Linked DNA regions of Podarcis muralis: region 1 is linked to region 2. Evidence: chromatin contacts called from public Hi-C data. All regions are on one chromosome and are shown on one strand. Each heading gives the region's core, a stretch centred on a gene start, on an enhancer-like site or on the middle of the called end of the contact. The rest is flanking DNA. Distances are from core to core; before and after follow the strand shown. Region 1 holds the start of SLC13A3 (solute carrier family 13 member 3). Region 2 holds the start of JPH2 (junctophilin 2).

The links. A called contact is a pair of places that touch in the nucleus more often than the background predicts.
Region 1: a contact with region 2 is called in a Hi-C map of blood, with 2.0 times the contacts expected there. The contact joins the promoter of SLC13A3 here to the promoter of JPH2 in region 2. A contact is called at or near these places in 2 of 3 Hi-C or Micro-C datasets (blood and tail).

What each region holds. Positions count from the first base shown.
Region 1 is chr5:80,230,374-80,234,224 of rPodMur119.hap1.1, forward strand. SLC13A3 (solute carrier family 13 member 3) reads right to left here and starts at 2,372. Exons shown (of 13, transcript XM_028735096.2): 1 at 2,234-2,372.
Region 2 is chr5:79,982,685-79,986,984 of rPodMur119.hap1.1, forward strand. JPH2 (junctophilin 2) reads left to right here and starts at 1,826. Exons shown (of 5, transcript XM_077929266.1): 1 at 1,826-3,032. The coding sequence starts at 2,654.

The DNA of each region.
Region 1 (3,851 bases), core at 1,122-3,621, 250 kb after region 2:
ACCCTCAATGGATCTTCTCCATGATGGATCTTCTCAATTTTGCACCCCCTCGGCTCAGCGCCCTGTGCTGGGGAACTGCCTGCACTTCCTTAAATCGGGTGCTGATCCCGTATTGTAGACTCAAAAGTCTGTGCTAATAAGAGACTTCTGAAAAAGTTTAAGATGAGGCAACTATTTAGTTGGGGCAGGGGAGAAAGATTGGCTTTGGGGGAAGCAGTGGATCACTTGAACTTTATATGGTCAGGGTGACATTTAAAAGTGGCATGATGATAATCTGGGGAGTTGGTCCTAGGGTTACAAAGTGGCAACAGGGTAAAGGCGAAAGGGGATTTTTTAAGAGGATGGTCATTTTGTTTGGAGGAGGGGATATTCCTTAAAGGGGGCAACTAGGAAAAGGCTATTGATAAGGTAAAGGGAAGGGGTAGAGAGTTGGGTGGGACAGGGATGGATTTTTCTACGGACAGCAGACCAGCTGATTTCTTGGAGAAATACTCTCCAAAACTGAGAAAGGGGTTGGGTTTAGTTCACTGTCTCCCGCAGACAACCTGTTATGTACTGAGTTTTATATTTATTGATCATTCCTCCCAATTTACTTGCACAAAGCTTAAGCAGAGGTTAGACTGTTTCTGGTCATTCTCAAGCATTCATCCCAATTTGAGGGGAAGTTACACAGTAAGCATTCATTCAGGCTTGCTTGTGCAATGTTTATGCATCTTCCCATTAATCATTTTCACCACCACTTTCTCAATAGCAAAAAGTCCAATTTTTAAAATAAAATAAAACAGTGGGTTTTAAAAATAATTTAATTTAAAATAATTTTTAAAATAAAATAAAACAGTGGGTTTGTTGCATGCAGTCAGCAGAGCAGGTTAATCCACTTTAATTGCACACACATACATTTCTGATAGGAGCTTCAATCCCACCCACCCCCAAAATAGTAACAGTCTGGAGGTAACCGGAGTTCCCTTAAGGACAATGACCATGTGGTTCCTTGGTTGGAAGCAACATTAAGTAGGAGATGACAAAGAGATGATGGACCAGAACAACCATCAGTGTGGCAACCTTTGGAGGCCAGGCTATAGGTCAGCGGTAGAGCATCTGCCTTGAATGCAGAAGGTGCTGGGTTCATTCCCCAGCATCACCAGGTAGGGCTGGGAGAGGTTCCCTATCTGAAACCTTGGAGAGCCACTGCCATTCATATTGAACTAGATGGACCAGTGGGTTTGACTTGGTCTAAGGCAGCTTCCTATGCTCTTCCTTAACTTGAGTTTCATTAGGAGCCACAGTTCCCTACAAGTAGTCAAAGTGCAGGGAGCAGAAGGCTCTTGTGAAATATATGATGGGGATATTGGGGAGTGCAAAGAGCTGCTGCTGGAAGTTACTTGGGTTGGCAGGATAGATATTAGGGAAGAAGAGAATAGCGAGAGCAGAAACCGTAGTATTATCTTGACAGGGATTAGGGAGGTACAAGGAGTTAGGGCAGAGGGCAAGGAGCTATTCCCAATAGTCTGATGACTGTTGCTGAATGAAGGAATTATTTGAGTACTTTTTGCAGGAAACTGGTTTTCTAAAGGGGAGTGCAGCCTTTCCAAAAACAGAAGATGGGGAGGGTTCTTGATTGGAGAAGGGGCTAAGAAAGGGAGGGGGTATTAATTGAGTTGGAGACTCAGGTGGTGCTAAGGATAGTGGGTGACCCAATGCTGTCCCCCCTCTTCATGATAAGTCACCTCCGCCTTTAAGCGACTGTGTGACAGTGTCAACAGACAGAAAGTCAACAGGTGAAGCAACAGGGAACTCACCGCCTTTTGAAGCTCCGCCTGCTGCACAGCTGTAGAAAGGAAGGAAAGACTCCTTGCAAAAAGGGGGACAGAACAAGATGGAATGGGCTGGTGGCTACACTAGAAGCAGGAGTGGGGGTACAGCCACTTTTGACTAGGGCAAAGAAGGAAGTGGGGGGCGGAGAGGAGGAGGAAGCCCCTTGCAGGGTGGCTTCTACGGGGGCGGGTGGGGGCAAAGGGTTACCTTGGGGGGCAGGCTGAAGAGGACAGGCAGCAGCACCAGCGGGGTGCAGAGCAGCACCAGATAGCGGCGGATACTCCACACTTTCTTCACTAGGGCTCCAAGCGCTGCCATAATAACCCGACCGGACCGGCTTGGGAGAGACCGGCCGCGGCGCCCGGGCCGCCGCTTTATCCCGGGGGAGGGAGGAGGGCGAAGGAGGCAGGGCTCTTACCTAGGGGCGGCGGCAGGGAGCACGGGGCTCGCCGTCCGCCAGCCCGACCGACTCCCACCTCCCGCTCCATCGGCGCATCCAGAGAGCCAGGAGAGGGAGCCGCGGCCGTGACCGCCTCCTCCTCCTCCTTCAAGGGACCGCCTCCTCGGGGCTGCCCCCTCGCCCACCCCGCTCCAGCCGGAGACCGAGGAGAAGCGAGCAAGAGGCTCGTCGCCACGTGGAGCGCAAAGGAGGGCAGCTTTGGAGCCGGCATCCGCCGAGCGCGCTGCGGGTCCTTCGCGCAAGGCGCGCCAGCTCCAAAGTTTCGCTGCACGTGGTGGACCACGGAACTTCTCCTTGGCTGCTGTGGCGCCAGGACAAAAGTTGTAATAGTGGGGAGGCAGGAAAAGAGGAGAGTGAACAGCCAAACCCGAGGATTCAGGGGTGCAAAGTTGAATAAAATGGGGGGGGCAGGTAAGCCCCCTCAAATATTTTACGGGCGGCAGCGAAGGGACCTCGACTTCAAGAAGTTGGCTCCTATGCACGGATTTGTTATTTCTCCTCTCCAGTTCTCTGAACAGAGTTTAACCTGTCAGAGGCTTTCGTTGTTGCATCTGACCCTGCCATTTTCTAGACTCTGGAGGCGAATATGTCCTGTGAGCAGTCACCCCCTTGGGGAGAGGTGCGGTTCCTTCCGCGTCCATGGAATGCCGTTTTCTAATTGGAAACCTTACCTTTTGACCCAACCTTTATTTATTCATTTAGAGCGTATGTGCCCCTGTTCTTCAGCCAAAGAAAGAAAGAAAGACTCCCAGAGTGGCTTACAATAAAACAGTGCCTGCCCGTAGGCTTACAATCTAAAAGACACAGCACAAAAGGAAAAAGGGACAGGGGCGGGAGAGGAAAAAAACAAACTCCACTGCTAACCCTTAAAAGTTAAGTAATAGTTCTTACACTGACCAGCTTGGTGTTGTGTTTCCTGGAACAAACACTGCAGGCTACTTCCTAACAGTACAAGGTTAGTTCTTGGTAATTTAAAAATAAAATTAAAAAATTCTTATATTCTAAAAGAAGTCACCTTCTGCCTGATGATGTGAATGAACTAATATATATTGGCAATCTTGGTCCAACTGCATTGGCTGCCAATGAGTTTCAAAGTGCTGCTTTGACCTATAAAGCCTTAAACGGCTCAGGGGCCAATTCTTGTGATGATGGGGCTGCCCTCAAATGCCTCCACATTGCAGCTGCTTGAAAAAAAAATCAACAACTCAGGTTGCTTTTGCAGGCTTGTCATGCAGATCTCCTAGTATGTGGCTTGACTTTGTGCCACTAGACACATGTGCCAGCAGGAAGCTGTATGCTCGGTCCTTTTTAAAAAACAAACAAGCAGAGATAATTGTTCACTCAAATTCTGTGCATGGCAATTCTGAAACCTGTATTCTTGCACTTTTGCAAGCACTTGCGCTCTCCCCCCCCCCCCGGTTTCATTTTGCTCCGGCTGTTCAGGGCCCATTCCCTGCCCCCCTGTCAGAGTGTAGTGCTGTCCGGGCAGGACTTTGGGGCAGAAGTTTCAGGCTCCACAACAAAGAATGTGCAGAAGGCCTGGCTTATCACATCTTAAAGCAAGTGAAGTCATACA
Region 2 (4,300 bases), core at 576-3,075:
AGGAAATAAGGAGAGCAGAGTATGACAAAACCATAATTACATTGCATGTAGAATGTCCTTTGGCTTTGAGCATGGTTTGTTCAATAAAGCATTATTTGAATAAACCATGGTTTCATGTGATGTAAGAATGGGCTGCTGTCAAGAAATCACTGCCTGTCCTCTACAGGAAAGTGAGGAATGATCTTTTCAGCATCTGCTCCCTGTGTTCTTGGATTTTTATCACAAGCACTTGCTGGTTAGTTGTGCAACTCGAACCACAAATACTCCAAGGTAAGTCCTATTGAATTCAGTGAGACTTGCTCCAGGGTAAATGGGATTAGGATTGTAGCCTCAGTGTATGCAGGTACCAGTAATTTGGGAGTACCAAGTTAATGTTTGCGCCTGAATAATAAAACGCAAGACTTTGCCTAAATAGTTTGCAGTAGTTTAGTTCTGTTAAAATAAAGGAAGAGTTTGTCATTTCACTATGCACTTCATTTTCATTGGAATAAGGTAAATTTGTAGCTCAGATGTAAGCCCCTATTTTACACACAAAAACCTTAGTCTTCAAAATGGGGAATCTTCAGGTAAGGCTGGCAAAGACTCCCATCTTAAAACACAGCAGAGAAGAGCTCCCCAACATTTTTAGCCCTAGAGGCACTTCTGGAAATTAAACCTGTGGGCAACAGAAAATAACCATTTCACTGTAGGAAAACAGGAAATGCTATCAGAGTGCCTTAAAATGGATCAAAACCCCACACCCCAAACAGACAAAAAGGCAGCCTGCACAACAACAATGAAAATAGTCACAAAATGAGAGGGACAGGTGCTGAAGGCTATATATGCGGTGTTTCCCAAACTTGGGTCTCCAATGTAAAAACTGCCACAACGTTGGAGTAGAAAACTGCAAGGGCATGTTGTCACAAGTGTAACATATGCACACACACCAAGACCATCTGTTTAATAATAAACACTTTAAAACTATACCTTGCCATGCTCTCTATAATACAAAGAAGGTCAACAAGCAAGGAAGGAAGGCCAGCCACACTGGGAGGAGAGACTTCCTCCAGCGACAAAACCTGACAAAGGCCATTGGTTTACACATTTCACATGCAATTCTTTCAATGGACAACCCTGTATATAATAATCTCAAACACTGGGATTCTAAAGAAACCTATGCCTGTCTGGCAAGTAATTATGCTGGTCCACTAATTAGTCTCCAGAAGCAAGTTAATATTAATATTATTAATAATAAAAAATATGAGAATTTTGAAAGCTCTCACAAGCTGTGACAAGGTCTGGCTTACTTGATATAGCAAGCCAATTTGTGGCTGGCAAGGGCCGCGAATATGTGCGCAGCCTACCAAACAGGAGGGTGTTTTTTTTTTAAAAAAAAGTGTTATAGTCTAAATGTTATAGTTTACCAATTTAAATTGAGAAACCTGCGTTATTGGGTGGCTGATATAGATACCACACTAATAGGGCCCCCTGATTAGCTGCAGAAAAGGGTGGGGCCTAACATGCACTGCATCTATAGGCAGAATCCCACCTGAAGCCGCGATCCAGCCCCCTCCCCGTTCGCCTCGCCTCGTGCCTTTAGCACCTTCATTCATGGTCTCTCCCATTCATTCTCGCCGGCTCACTCCCTTTCCTTTTTCTTGCTCCGTAACTAGCAGAAGTTCCTCCCATGCAAAGTTCGGAGCAAACGACCTGGCAGAGCTCTCGCCCGCGCCTCCCTCCTTTTCCCAGGGTGCTATTTTTAAATAGGACACTTGCTCCGTCTCTCTCTCTCGTTTTCATCCCAGCCCGAAAGGGGGTGGCGGCGGTGGGTGTCTCTGTCCTCCATAAAAGGGTCCTGCAAAGTGGGCAGGGCTACGTGGGTTTATTTTCGGAGCAGCTCCAGGGATCCGATGGCCTTGTTAGGGCAGCTGTGACCTTTCTTCCCGGAGGAGGGTAGAAGGAAGGAGGCTGCGGGAGGAGAGCCGGAGAGGCTCGCCTGTCCAATGGGGCTTTGAAGAAGAGCCTGGCACCGCCCGAGCAACTAGCCGCGGGGGCCGCAGGAGCCCCGGGAGGGCGGAAGAGGCGAGGGCGCAAAGCGCGCCATAGGGGAGGGGGGTCGCGGCGGCGGCGGCCGGGGAAGGTTCAGCAAGGATCTTTACCCTTCTTGGCTCATAAAGGGGCCGGATGCTGCCGGCGTTTAGAAGAGGCTGCGAGGATGGTGTAGCAGAGAAAGGTTACCTTGCAACTAAGGTCTTGCAAAGGCTTGCCTCTTGCCCATCAGGGCGCTTGGAGAGAGCGCACGGGATGGGGAGGCCCGCGCCTTGCAGCTGAGCAGGAGTTTAGCCTCCTCTACTACCTCCAAGGCCGGTTGGAAGAGTTTTCCTTCCATGCCTCCATACCTGACAGGCTAGCGTTGCCAAGCCAGAGAGTTGGGGGTCCCTGAGGTTCGTGCAGCGTTTCTGAGCCTAGGAACAGCTTGCTTTCCACCTCCTCGCAGCCTCTTCTCTAGTTGCACCTTCCTGGGCGAGGACGCCAGGCCTGACCCCAAAGGTGGCCCCCCAGCATAGCTTGGCTATGCACCCCCACCTGCCGCTTCCACTAATGGAGAAGTGATCTGGCCAGATAGGAAGGAGGGACCGAGCCAGAGAAGAGCACAGACCCCTGGCTCGACAGCATGAGCGGTGGCAGGTTTGACTTTGACGATGGAGGGGCCTACTGCGGGGGCTGGGAAGGGGGCAAAGCCCACGGGCACGGCATCTGCACCGGGCCCAAGGGCCAGGGCGAATACTCGGGCTCCTGGAACTACGGCTTCGAAGTGGTGGGAGTCTACACCTGGCCCAGCGGCAACACCTACGAGGGCTACTGGTCTCAAGGCAAGAGGCATGGCTTAGGGATCGAGACCAAAGGACGGTGGCTTTACAAGGGCGAATGGACACACGGCTTCAAAGGAAGGTATGGGGTCAGGCAGAACGTCAGCAGCGGGGCAAAATACGAAGGCACCTGGAATAACGGGCTGCAGGACGGTTATGGCACCGAGACCTATGCTGATGGAGGTAAGCCTGGGTGGAAGGAAGTCGCTAGCCAGTGGGCTGTTTCTCTCTGGGCTGCAGCGTGGAAGGCAGGGCAGGGTCCTGGGAACCAGGGAATGTGATATGTGAGCTAATGGCTGTGGCTCCTTCAGCGGGCAAAGAATTCAGTTCTGATCCCTCAGCTGATGCTGGACAGGTGAGATTAAGGCCCTGTCCTCATCTTTCCAGCAATGCACACTTTATACAAAATCTCAGCCCAGCATGCCTGTTTGTGCACAAGGGCTCCTAGGTGCATAGACATTAGTGGGCGCACTTGCCGTTCTGCTAATGTACGGTAGCTGCTGAATGAACCATGCTGTCTACGTGGTTAAAAGAAAAAAGGCTTCAGGGTCAAAAATAGCCCATTCCCAGTGGCACTCCTTAGTGCTCAGAGGTTGACGTCACAATGGGACCATTGCTTGGATTCTTCTGCAGTGCGAGTTGTGTGCCAGCCAGTTGTTCACTGGGCGTGTGGTCATTCCACAGCATGCGCCAGATCTTGCCGCTCGGTGGACCATCTAGTGTGCAACTCCGAATGCATCCAGAAGTGGTCGGCAGCTTCTGCCCATAGCAGAGGAGGTAGAAGGTGCTGTTGAGATAGTACTGCTTGCAAAAAGGCAACTTACTGGATTCCAAACCTGATGGTTGTCTATGTTTGTAAGAAAAGTCTGCTGGACCAGACCAGTGACCCACCTAGTCCAGTAACCTGTTCTCATAGTGGCCAACCAGATGCCTATGGAAAGGCCGGCAGCAAAAGTACATGTGTGTGCACTTATAACCAGACACAGAGTTTACCCGGGTCTAGGGACATTCCTCTTTCAGACATTGTATAGGTGGCTCAGAAATCACTTTTTAGAACCGTAGTTCAGTTTTCCCTTTAGGAAAAGCTGGTGCAAACTTAGGAGCTTAAATACCTTCCTTAACATGGTGGTTCCTGAAAAGAAATAGATAAATCTGAGACTAATGGAGATATGTTTGGCCATTCTAAAGCAGACTGTGGCCTAATTAGACAACTATTAGTACTTTTAATACATAATCCGATGGGGATTTATCGACTGTTGTAATGACTCAAGATCTTCGTTCAGCCCAATTTGTCCTTTCTGTTTAGCAAGCTCATTTTTTCAGGGCAAGCATGGAGGGAGGGAGCAGCTGTGGGGGGAGAACTCTTCTTGAACAAATGCTCAGCAATTGGTGACAAAAAGGGAGAAAATGTTCAGTAGCAGGTGATAAGATGCTGTTATTGCTAATGTGTC